2 separate regions of the Aedes albopictus genome follow, and region 1 is linked to region 2. A link is a contact called in public Hi-C data. All regions are on one chromosome and are shown on one strand. The core of a region is the stretch at or near the end of the contact, and the rest is flanking DNA. Distances in the headings are between cores, read along the strand shown. Region 1 holds the start of LOC115254271. Region 2 holds the start of LOC109418407 (serine/threonine-protein phosphatase PP1-beta catalytic subunit).

What was found. Hi-C and Micro-C count contacts between places; a contact is called where the count stands out from the background.
Region 1: a contact with region 2 is called in a Hi-C map of embryo, with 4 times the contacts expected there. The contact joins the promoter of LOC115254271 here to the promoter of LOC109418407 in region 2. A contact is called at or near these places in 2 of 3 Hi-C or Micro-C datasets (embryo and whole body).

What each region holds. Positions count from the first base shown.
Region 1 is chr3:25,866,416-25,871,645 of AalbF5, reverse strand. LOC115254271 reads right to left here and starts at 2,325. Exons shown (of 1, transcript XM_029853880.2): 1 at 1,837-2,325. The coding sequence starts at 2,325. The coding sequence ends at 1,837. It overlaps LOC109418407 (serine/threonine-protein phosphatase PP1-beta catalytic subunit), which reads right to left. Exons shown (of 8, transcript XM_029865674.2): 3 at 3,894-4,025; 4 at 3,604-3,819; 5 at 3,386-3,525; 6 at 3,225-3,323; 7 at 2,918-3,157; 8 at 1-2,847. The coding sequence ends at 2,731.
Region 2 is chr3:25,590,674-25,596,043 of AalbF5, reverse strand. LOC109418407 (serine/threonine-protein phosphatase PP1-beta catalytic subunit) reads right to left here and starts at 1,698. Exons shown (of 8, transcript XM_029865674.2): 1 at 1,355-1,698.

The DNA.
Region 1 (5,230 bases), core at 1,076-3,575, 270 kb before region 2:
TTGCTGCTTCTTGAGTTTACCCACGTTTTGATATTTGGAACTGACATTATAAAGCTTGCTTGACTTCTTTTGTCAGACGTATACTGCCACCACTCGCATAACAGTTCCATCTTTGCTGGTTTTCCTTTTCATATGGGACTGTTTTGCGAGTGGAGGGTATACTTCCAATAAGTAGCAAATCGTTAACACAGATGATGAAGTACACTAATCCATCGTCTATTTGTCGATGCTTCTTACGTAAAGACATTAGTCATGTTTGGAGTGGACAAATGATCAGCAAATGGTTCAGCTTTTCGTTCCAGGATCTAAGGCTCTGCTTCAAACCATACAGAGATTATTCCAACTTGCAGACTTGATTGGGTTTACTGGCCACACCATTCGGAACAGCCATGTAGTGGTCTTCCTTCGAGTCCCCATACGGAAGGCTGTTTCCACGTCAATGTGATGGATGAAGACACAACATTGAAGCATATCGGGACGACCAGGCTTTGCATATTTCCCAAGTAAATGACAAAGTCGCATCGAGATCGGGATGATCACGCATGTTGTTCGGGATGACCATGCTTTATACACTGTTTATGCCGTTAAGGCACTGCATTGAAGCACATCGGGACGACCACGCAACAGTTGAAATGACATGTTGTTCGGGATGGCCAGGCCATGCTTTGTACACTATTTAGGCACAGCATTAAAGCATGTCGGGACGACCTCACAGCAGTTGAAATAGAATGTTGTTCGAGACAACCCTGAATTGCACTGTTTAGGCATAGCAAGCACGTCGGGACGACCACGCTTTGCACATTCCCTAGAGGAAATGACAAAGTCGTATTGATCAGAACGACCACGCAAGAGTTGACATGGCATGTTGTTTGGGACGACCGCATTTTGCACACTGTTTAAGTGCAGTATTGAAGCACGTCGAGACGACCACCCAATAGCTGAAATGGTCGGACGACCATGCTTGACATACTGTTTAGACACAACAAGTACGTTGGGACGACCACGCTTGGTAAGAAAACGACAATCGTATTGATCAGGATGACCACGCAAGAGTAGTTATGGCACAAATTTCCCAAACGGAGGGGAACGTGCCTCTAGAGTCGACCTACTGATACCGGATACTCTCTGGTTTAGGTACAACATTGAAGAACATCGGGACGACCGTGTAACAATTTCAATGGCATTGTGTTCGGAGCGCCCGATTCCATTCGAGTCGCCGTAGAGATGTTCACGCTACTGTTCTTCATTCTGGTTGGTTTAAAAACATGCCAGTGCTCAGATATGCAGCGTGAAACCAGAACCCAAATAGACCCAGAAGAATCAGTTGAAAATGTAATACCTACGTTGTTATTTCAGAAGAAAATGATTTGAAACTACAAAAAAAGATAAGTTAAAAAAAAAACAGATTCACCAATTTCATGGAAAAACGGATTTCTCCACAAAACAATTGTTCAACCACATGATTTTTTTTCGCTGTCCATATGCGTGCTGTATTTATGCTCAGAAATTTTTCATGGAGTTCCATTTGTTTCTTCTGTTTTCTGTGACTTAAGCCCAACGTTTCGAGAATGTTTGTTTTTTAACCTGATCAAACTGAAGAAAAAGAGAAAAAAAAACATCTTCTAAAATATAAAGAAAAAGTACAAAAGTTCATCTCTAAAAACTAAAATGACTCAGTTGTGATTTACTCTTGTGTATGCGTGTGAGAAAGCTTCTTTCCGAAGCTTCATTTGACGAACCTAAAAAAAGAAAGCTAATCAAGCACTAATCCTAATTCTCTCTACTGCAAATTTTAAATCGAAGAAATTTGGATGCGTCCCTCCCTTAAAACCCCCATCAATGAACCCTCCGAAAGGTGGAGAACGTTACTGACGATGACGCTGACGATGATGATGATGCAGATTGCAGCGGCGGAGGAAGCCCACCGGTGCCGCCGATCGGTGCTGTCGATGATGCTGATGAGGGTGCCGAAGAGGACGACGACGACGACGACTTCAGCGGTACCCACGGTGATCCGGCGGAGGCGGAAGAACTAGAACTAGATGGCGGAGGAACGGCGATTTGTACGGTTACGGCCCGAGGTGGCAATGCTGACGCTGACGGTGACGGTGATGATTCTACTGATGGTGAGTGCAGACGCAACGAGTGCAACTGCTGCACCATTACCTGGGCGGGAGGGGGCGGAGGGGGTGGTATGGTTACAATCAGTTCTTCCTCGTACTCCTCCTCGTTCGGTTCCGGATCGTCGTCGTCTTCGTGGTGGTGGTGATGGTTGTTACTGTAGTGCACGTGTCTTACTGGTTCATAATCACAGGAGGGGCCCATAAATGGCGATTGCTGTTGCTGGGAGGAAGAGGACGGTCGTCGGGAGTGCTGCTGATAATGGCGGGGGTGGTGATTTTGGTTTTCTAGGGCGCTACTACTGCTGTTACTGCTGGAGAATGAATCGGACAAACCTGCCCCGGCGCCGACGGGGACGGCTGATGATGATGCTGCTGCTGCTGCTGCGGTTGATGATGATGATGAAGACAGAGACGATGGTGGTGGTGGAGCGGGTGGGGTATTTGCCAGATCAGATGGTCCCGATCCTGCAGGTTCTGCTGCTGATGATGACGATGATGATGACGCTTTTTGTTTCCTGCTGCTGCTGCTTCCGCCGCCACCACCACCACTGCCGCCGCCGCCGCGCCGTCGTCGGGTCAGATAGCGATTCAGAAGGGAGAGAAATTATTATTTCCGTTTGCTCGGCGGCAGCTGTTGATTCTGGTTCCGCTGGGGCGTCTGCGGTCGCTGCGCGTTCGTGCCAGAGTACTGGTACTTGGCCTTCTTCTCCGATGGTTTCAGGATCTGCAAAAGGAGACAGATTCCACGAATTAGCTTTCACTCGAATCTAGGACATCCCGTCCAGTCAACCAACCTGAAATGAACACATTAGATTCTCGTCGACCGACATCATTCCACCGGCGTTGTCAAACTCTCCGCAGTAGTTCGGAGCAGAGAAGAGCGTGACCAGCGAGCGTTTGGCAAAGAATTCGTACCCATCCTCGACGACCTGGTGCGCCCGGCAGATCAGATCCAGATCGTGCATACTGAGAAACTTGGACACCACGTCGACGCCGAAGGTGAAACTCACACCGCGATCGTTTTCGCCCCAGCCCTGTTGGGAAGATTAAGAGACCATTGAGGGCCGTGAACTTGGTGAATGTGAATACCGTTTTAAATACCTTCACATCCTTATCTGGGTCACTCCACAGCAAATCGCACAGCAGCCCAGTGTCGGGAACGTCGGTTGGCCTCATGATTCTTCTGATCTGCTCCATATGCTGCCAAGGACAAAAAACAATGAAATAAAATAAAACAAGTAGACATTTTTCATTGTACTCACATTCAAATCCGGACTCAGCCCACCGTGGCAGCAGAAGATCTTCTCGTCAATAATGGCCGCAATCGGTAAGCAGTTGAAGCAGTCGGTGAAGGTTTTCCACAGCTTCACGTTGTACCTCCGTTTGCATTCGTCGTAAAATCCTGCAAATAAAACCGAACGACATGAACGATGATTTATCAAATCTACCCAAGGACCACTTCATGGACTGACGCGCTTACCGTATATCCTATTAATACTGGCACACTCATGATTGCCCCGCAGCAGGAAAAAGTTCTCTGGGTATTTGATTTTGTAGGCCAACAGCAGGCAGATCGTCTCCAGCGACTGTTTGCCTCGGTCCACGTAGTCGCCCAGGAACAGGTAGTTGGCCTCCGGGGGGAATCCACCGTACTCGAACAGCCGCAGCAGATCTGTGTACTGGCCGTGGATGTCACCTGGTTGATAGGAACAAAGAGAACAAGGATGTTTTCGATATGTTTTTTTTTTTTTCAGAATATTATTCACTTACCGCAAATTTTCAGGGGTGCTTCCAGCTCAAGAAGGATGGGCTGCTGTAGGAAAATTTCTCGCGACTTTAGGCACAGTCCACGGATTTCTTCTTCTGACATGGGTACCGCCTTGCCCGGTCGACATCCTCGCACTGCAAAGAGAAGAAATGAACGTTTTGTTCAGAAACTACAAAATATTGATTTAACTCTATAAATTTTATAGTAAATTCCTAGGAGAATAAACTGAAAGATATTTAGATCCCCGAGTTCCTGAACAAAGCTTATGCAACATACTTGTAACCAAATTTGTAAGATCATGCATATAAATGTTGTGGCTTATAACAAAACATCGCAACAAGTTTTTATTTAAATATGTTGTATAATGTGAAAACAGGTTCATTATAAAAATTTTAATATCCTGTTAACTTGTTTTTACCCTTCTTACACCCATAAGAAGGGTATAAATACCGCTCGAAAAACCGACTTTCGATCCGAGGCCCGCAGGGCCGAGTCACATATACCAATCAACTCAGCTCGACGAACTGAGCAAATGTCTGTGTGTGTGTATGTATGTGTGTGTGTGTGTGTGTGTATGTGTGTGTGTGTATGTGTGTGTGTGTATGTGTGTGTGTATGTGTGTGTGTGCGTATGTTACAAAAAAAAGTCACGCACGTTTCTCAGCCGTCTGATATCCGATTTGGATTCTCTTAGTTGCAAATGAAAGCTACACAACATCCTAGTAGAACCCTATTGAATTTTATTACGATCGGACGTTTGGTTACCGAGATATCTTTCGAAGAGTACTTTGAAGTAACATAGGTTAGCTTTTTGAGACATTTTTGACATTTAGCATATTGATGAATATCTTAGCCGTCTGTCAACCGATTTGAGTTCTCTTGGCAGCAAATGAAAGCTACAACATCCCAGTAGAACGCTCTGAAATTTTATTTCGATTGGACATTTGGTTACTGAGATATCTTTCGAAGAGTACTTAGGACTTATACAACTAAACTTTTTGAGATTTTTGACCAAGTGTATCATAATAAATATCTCAGCCGTCTGTCAATCGATTTCGATTCTCCTGGCACCAAATGAAAGCTATAACATCCTAGTAGAACCCTATACAATTTTATTAGGATTAGACTTTTGGTTATCGAGATATCTTTCAAAGAGTATTTGGGAGTAATACAGATTAACCTTTTGAGAGATTTTTGACCAAGTGTATCATAATAAATATCTCAGCCGTCTGTCAACCGATTTGGGTTCTCTTAGCACCAAATGAAAGCTACAGTATCCTTGTAAAAGGCCCTGAAATTTTATTTCGATTCGACATTTGGTTACTGAGATATCCTTCGAA
Region 2 (5,370 bases), core at 449-2,948:
TGTTGTTCCCTTCTTCTGTGTCGTTACTATCCGCCCTCTCGTGAATGTGTGTGCTTCACTTTTCATCGTCTCGTGTTTATTCTTCATTTTTTCACTTCAAAAAGTTGCCCTGCCTTCTGTCCACCGCAGGTCGATTCCCCCTTTAAATCACCCTAGGTTTACGGTTCTTCACACTCGTCTTCGTCACGTTTTTTTACCCTGTTTTTTTCGCACTACTTTGTGTGAGCTTTGCTGGAATCCGACACACGCAATGACTGATATATTTACAAATACACTGTCAGCCACTTCTCTAGCTGGACTGGGTGATAATGATCCATCACACAATCACACAATATCTTCCCTTTTTTGCACAAGACACGACCTATATGGCACTGGCAAGTTTAAATCCCCCTGTTCCGCGCACACTGACTGACTGACTGACTGACTGGTCCCGGATGACAACAGCTGGCAAGAAAATTGCCCGTACTTCCTTCGAAAGGAACACTCACTCATTCAAATCGCACAGATCTGCGTTTATTTTATTTACTTCCCCCGCATCTGTCAGAATCCCACAGACAACCGAAACTCCCGGATTGCTACGCACGGATCGGAATTCCTTCACACACTGAACGAAATTTTCTTCCCGAATTGAAGTTTTCTCGCACACACACCCTTTTTCATCAGAGATGCCACGATGAGCGAAAAAAAAACTGTAATCTAGATCACCGCCATGCGATCGTCTCTGCTCATCCGTCGCACACCACCACTCGTCCGCTAGATCCGACACAATTCCGCAAAAATAATGAATACACTGAAGTTTTTTTTTACGACGGTAATGGTCCCGCGTAAAAAAAAACCGCGTAAAAAAAAACCGCGTTATTTCAAGACCCGTCGTAAAAAAAAACCGCGTTATTTCAAGACCCGTCGTAAAAAAAAACCGCGTTATTTCAAAAAACGTCGTAAAAAAAGTCAAGTCACGTTAGATGTGGTGCTGACTATTTTACGCGTGTTTTTGAAAAAACGCGGATTTTTTTTACGACGGTTTTTGAAATAACGCGGTTTTTTTTTACGACGGGTCTTGAAATAACGCGGTTTTTTTTTAGGACGGACCGCGTAAAAAAAACCGCGTAAAAAAAAACCGCGTAAAAAAAAACCGCGTAAAAAAAAACTTCAGTGTAATCGGGAGCACTAATTTTCATTCCCCCAGCACAACATTCGCACGACGGCACAAAACGTGCACCGCTTCTCGTCAGGGGTGACTACTACGATGATACGCAATAAAAAAAAATAAAATCAGATTTTTCCCTCCCGGTTTACAGTCCGTGTCCAATCCAATCGAATCAAAATCCGTCCGGATGAAGAAGAAAATATTCACCTTTCTCGGCTCACACCCAATTCCGAAATTCCAAATTCCGAGCACTCTCCGACTGATGATGGACCGAGAACCGCACCACAATCTTCACACACCGCACACTCTTGGAGAACGCGCAACGAAAACGCGGAACTTCGATCTGCTGCCAGTCGCGGAAAATGCTACTAATCGAATGATGAGACAGTGGCTGGCTTCGCTGGACACACACCGACCGGAACGGAACGCGGCTTTGGTAGTAGATTCGTCGACTCAACTCGGTAGTAGCTGTGGCACTCGGACTCGGCTTCCTGGCTCGCTCGCAAAGTATATTCACATCACACACCGCACGGCACGACGACACGAGAATGAAGAAGACTCGCTCGGCGTTCGCTCAAACTTTTTTTTTTTTCTGGTGATGGGCGTGTGTTTGTGTGTCGGAGTGCGGACGATTGTCGTGCTCACGCACACAACGACACCGATTCATCGTTTGATGCGCAAATCGAACAGGAAAACGATAAGTAGCTTGGCAGGGCTGTCTGTCGTCAGGGGTGTGCACAATGTTGCCCGTTTCGTGCGTAATTTTTGAACAGGAAATAAAAAATCCCAGCAAGTAAAATGCATGTTAGACAACTGCGAGACGTTCGTAAGACATGCTGCTGCTCGCCTGTGATTAACCTTTTTGTTTTTCTTTTTATAGGACCGACCCACTAAAACCTCATTCTCTCAACCTTACCTTCGCGGAGCGCCGGTCAGGGACGACTTCGAGAAAAGGAGGGGGCCGTACGAGCACCCTCTGATGGTAAGCGCTCCACCAGCTACCGCTTTAAGTTGTCCTCTCTCTCTCCCCTGGAAGATTGCTTCCTGGCTGACACTACAGCACAGAACAGATGTGTATCTTCGAACAAATTTGAAGTTTCGAGGTGGAAGTGGCAAAATTTTCACTGGGAGAACTAGATTGGAACCAATTTCCTTGGAGAAATAAAAATCATCAAAGCGTACCTCGCTCCCGCCCTATGCTCGCTGTACAAAAAAGCTTGCTTTCCACCACCAGGTCCAGCAATCAAACGAGCGGCTCTTTTCGTGATGAAGATTCACCCCCGTGACTACAGACTTGAACTCAAGCTCCCTGATAAAGCCCTTCAACTTGCTGTTGGTCGGCTTGCCATTTTCTCTGTACTGTTGTATATGTTGGATCCCAGCAATCATTTGTATACAAATATATCCAAACCGCATTTAGTTCACCACTGGACTGCGCACTGAGTCTGAAGTGCGAAAACGTAAATAAAACTGCGCTGTTGCCGCTGGCCACACTGCCTCTTGATGTGTCAAAAGAGGCAATAATGAGTAACAAAGAAGCCTCAAATAGATAAAATGTTAGATTACGAGAGCCAGCGAGACGTAAAACCCTGCCGAAATGGTCAGGATAGTTGCACGAATTTATTAGATACTATTATTTCTTGCATTGTTTAGTCTAAATTGAATTTATTATTCTAGTTCATGTAAGGGTGAGTAATAATGATAGGAAATTCTTTATATGTGAATTATTTAACTCAAATGAATTATTTATAGCTAGACAAAATGTGCTATGCTAGGACCAACAGTATCAAGAACTCTGTTGCGCTGTTAAAGGCAGAACGTGTGTAAAGGGCGTCACCGAAAGTGTAAGAAAAGTTACAGTGTAAATTCCTATTTTATTGAACTAATAAAAACTATATTTGCAGTTTAAAGCTGCACAAACGCACGATTCGCGTTGATCTGAGGCTGCTAAAAACCCGGTGTAAATTCCCCTTATGCCCCCGCAACATGCGCGATTGCATCAAATCAAATTGATGTCTTCGGCGCACTAATGCTTCGATGTATGATGAATAAGTGCTCTGAAGACACCGAGTCGAGTGGATGCAATCGCGCACTTTTATTTGCCGTTTCGCACTCTTGAAAACTATTGCGATAGTCCAGTGGTGAACTAAATGCGCTATATTTGAATTTGATCACAGCAACCCTCGCTTGACTATATAAGTGATAGGGCTGACAGTAGATTGATGATTCTAATGCCATTTTTCTTTTTGATCCAGTTCCAACCTGGGTTGGAACTGGATGAGATCACAGTTTGAACCCCAACCCGATTTCGGTTTCGCTTGTACTAAAGTTTATACATTTTCCGCCAATCCAGTTCCAACCCAGGTTAAAAAAGAAAAACGGCATAAGTGTGGTAGTTTAGCAGATCAGTGAGTAGGCCGAGATCTTCAAATTATCATTATTAGTCGAGACGTCAACTGGAGGAGCACCACATTACGGATTCTGTCCGTTGAGTTAGGCGATAAAATGATGAAGTTCACCCAAAGGTTGACTGCCTCATGAACGGCTTCTATCCGTTGAGATAGGCGACATGATTGTATCCAGCTTTTTCCGCTAGCGTGCCATAATACAGTGCGAGAAATAAGTATAAAGACAGAGCCGTTTTCCATACAAAATAATCATGTTTAGGGATCAAAATATCTTTTTCTAGCGATTCGATTGTTATGGAATTTTGTCTGCCACCTTAAAATTACTAGAATTTTGGCTAGAAATATAAATCATCATCCATGAAAACGTTTATATCGACTTTTCAGATTCAAATAAATATAAAGACACATTTTTATATGGAAATCAGTGTCTTTATATTTAATTGAATCTGAAAAGTCGATATAAACGTTTTCATGGATGATGATTTATGTTTCTAGTCAAAATTCTAGTTATTTTAAGGTGGCAGACAAAATTCCATAACAATCGAATCGCTAGAAAAAGAGATTTTGATCCCTAAACATGATTATTTTGTATGGAAAACGGCCCTGTCTTTATACTTATTTCCCGCACTGTACTTGAATCACCCCCTTCTGACAATTCTTGCCGCCGCTATAATAATCATAATGGATGAATCAAAGCAAACTTTGCGAAGATGAAAATGTTAGTTGTTGATAATAAAACGATAAAACGTCAGAAATTCTCAACAATCATCAAAGTAAAATGGTAAAATGGTAATCATAATTATCCAATTAACCCTAAAAGGGATACCTGGGACCTGGGTTACCTTGGACCCCAGGCGCCTTTCAGAGCTCGTCTTTGATGGAACAAACTCAGCGAGGTGACGAAACTGAGGCCATAAAGGTATCCCTTTTAGGGTTAATTTCTAACATTTGTGACATTTTAGGTTTATGAAGAGCCTGGAATTTTAATACAAATTTTGGCAGGGAATTGCACGTTGCAAAGAGACGCCCATTGTCGCCATCCACTAAGAGACTGCGTGAAGCGAAGGTCTAGGAGCTGTTTCATCACAAAAGTTAAAAGATCGGGATTTCATCCAATTTCAACCAATGAATATGTTATTCGATGTAAAAATAATTAATGCGTTTCTTCAAAATCTGTATGTTTGCAATATTCTGAGATAAATGTGAATTTCTGAAACAATTCTGATTCTGATCCTTCACAAAATGCTTAAAAGAATTTTCATAAATTTGTGGCGAGAATGCTATGTGATATCTAACGAAATTATGGACAAAGTGTTAATCATCTACAGTCCCGTTTTAAAGAACCGGTTTAAGCTGAAAATGTATTCCAATTTTGACAATGACTGAATTGCCATCATGATGTATTTTCAGCCAAATATCTTTAACAGTTCATAAGAACGGCGCCTCATAAAGTTTCAGCTATACATTTCAAAAGCCTTGCACATATGAAGGTGTTCTAAAAGAACTCTCGGCTGGCGGTTGCAAACTATTCTAAGAAGTGTCCACTAGACTGAATATTTTATTACACAAGCGCTTAAATATATTTCTTGAGAGAGTACTTGTACTTATGGTTAAAATGTCGGTATTCTGGAGGAGTCTTTCAAATAATTTCTTGTGGAATCCTGATGTAAATTTCAAGGGAAACACTACTGGAGGACGACGCAGCCGAGAGCACCATCGGGTACGTGGAACGGAATCGACGGAACGAATGGTTCGACGAAGAATGCAGAACGGTTTTGGAAGAGAAAAATGCAGCGAGGGCGGTAATGCTGCAGT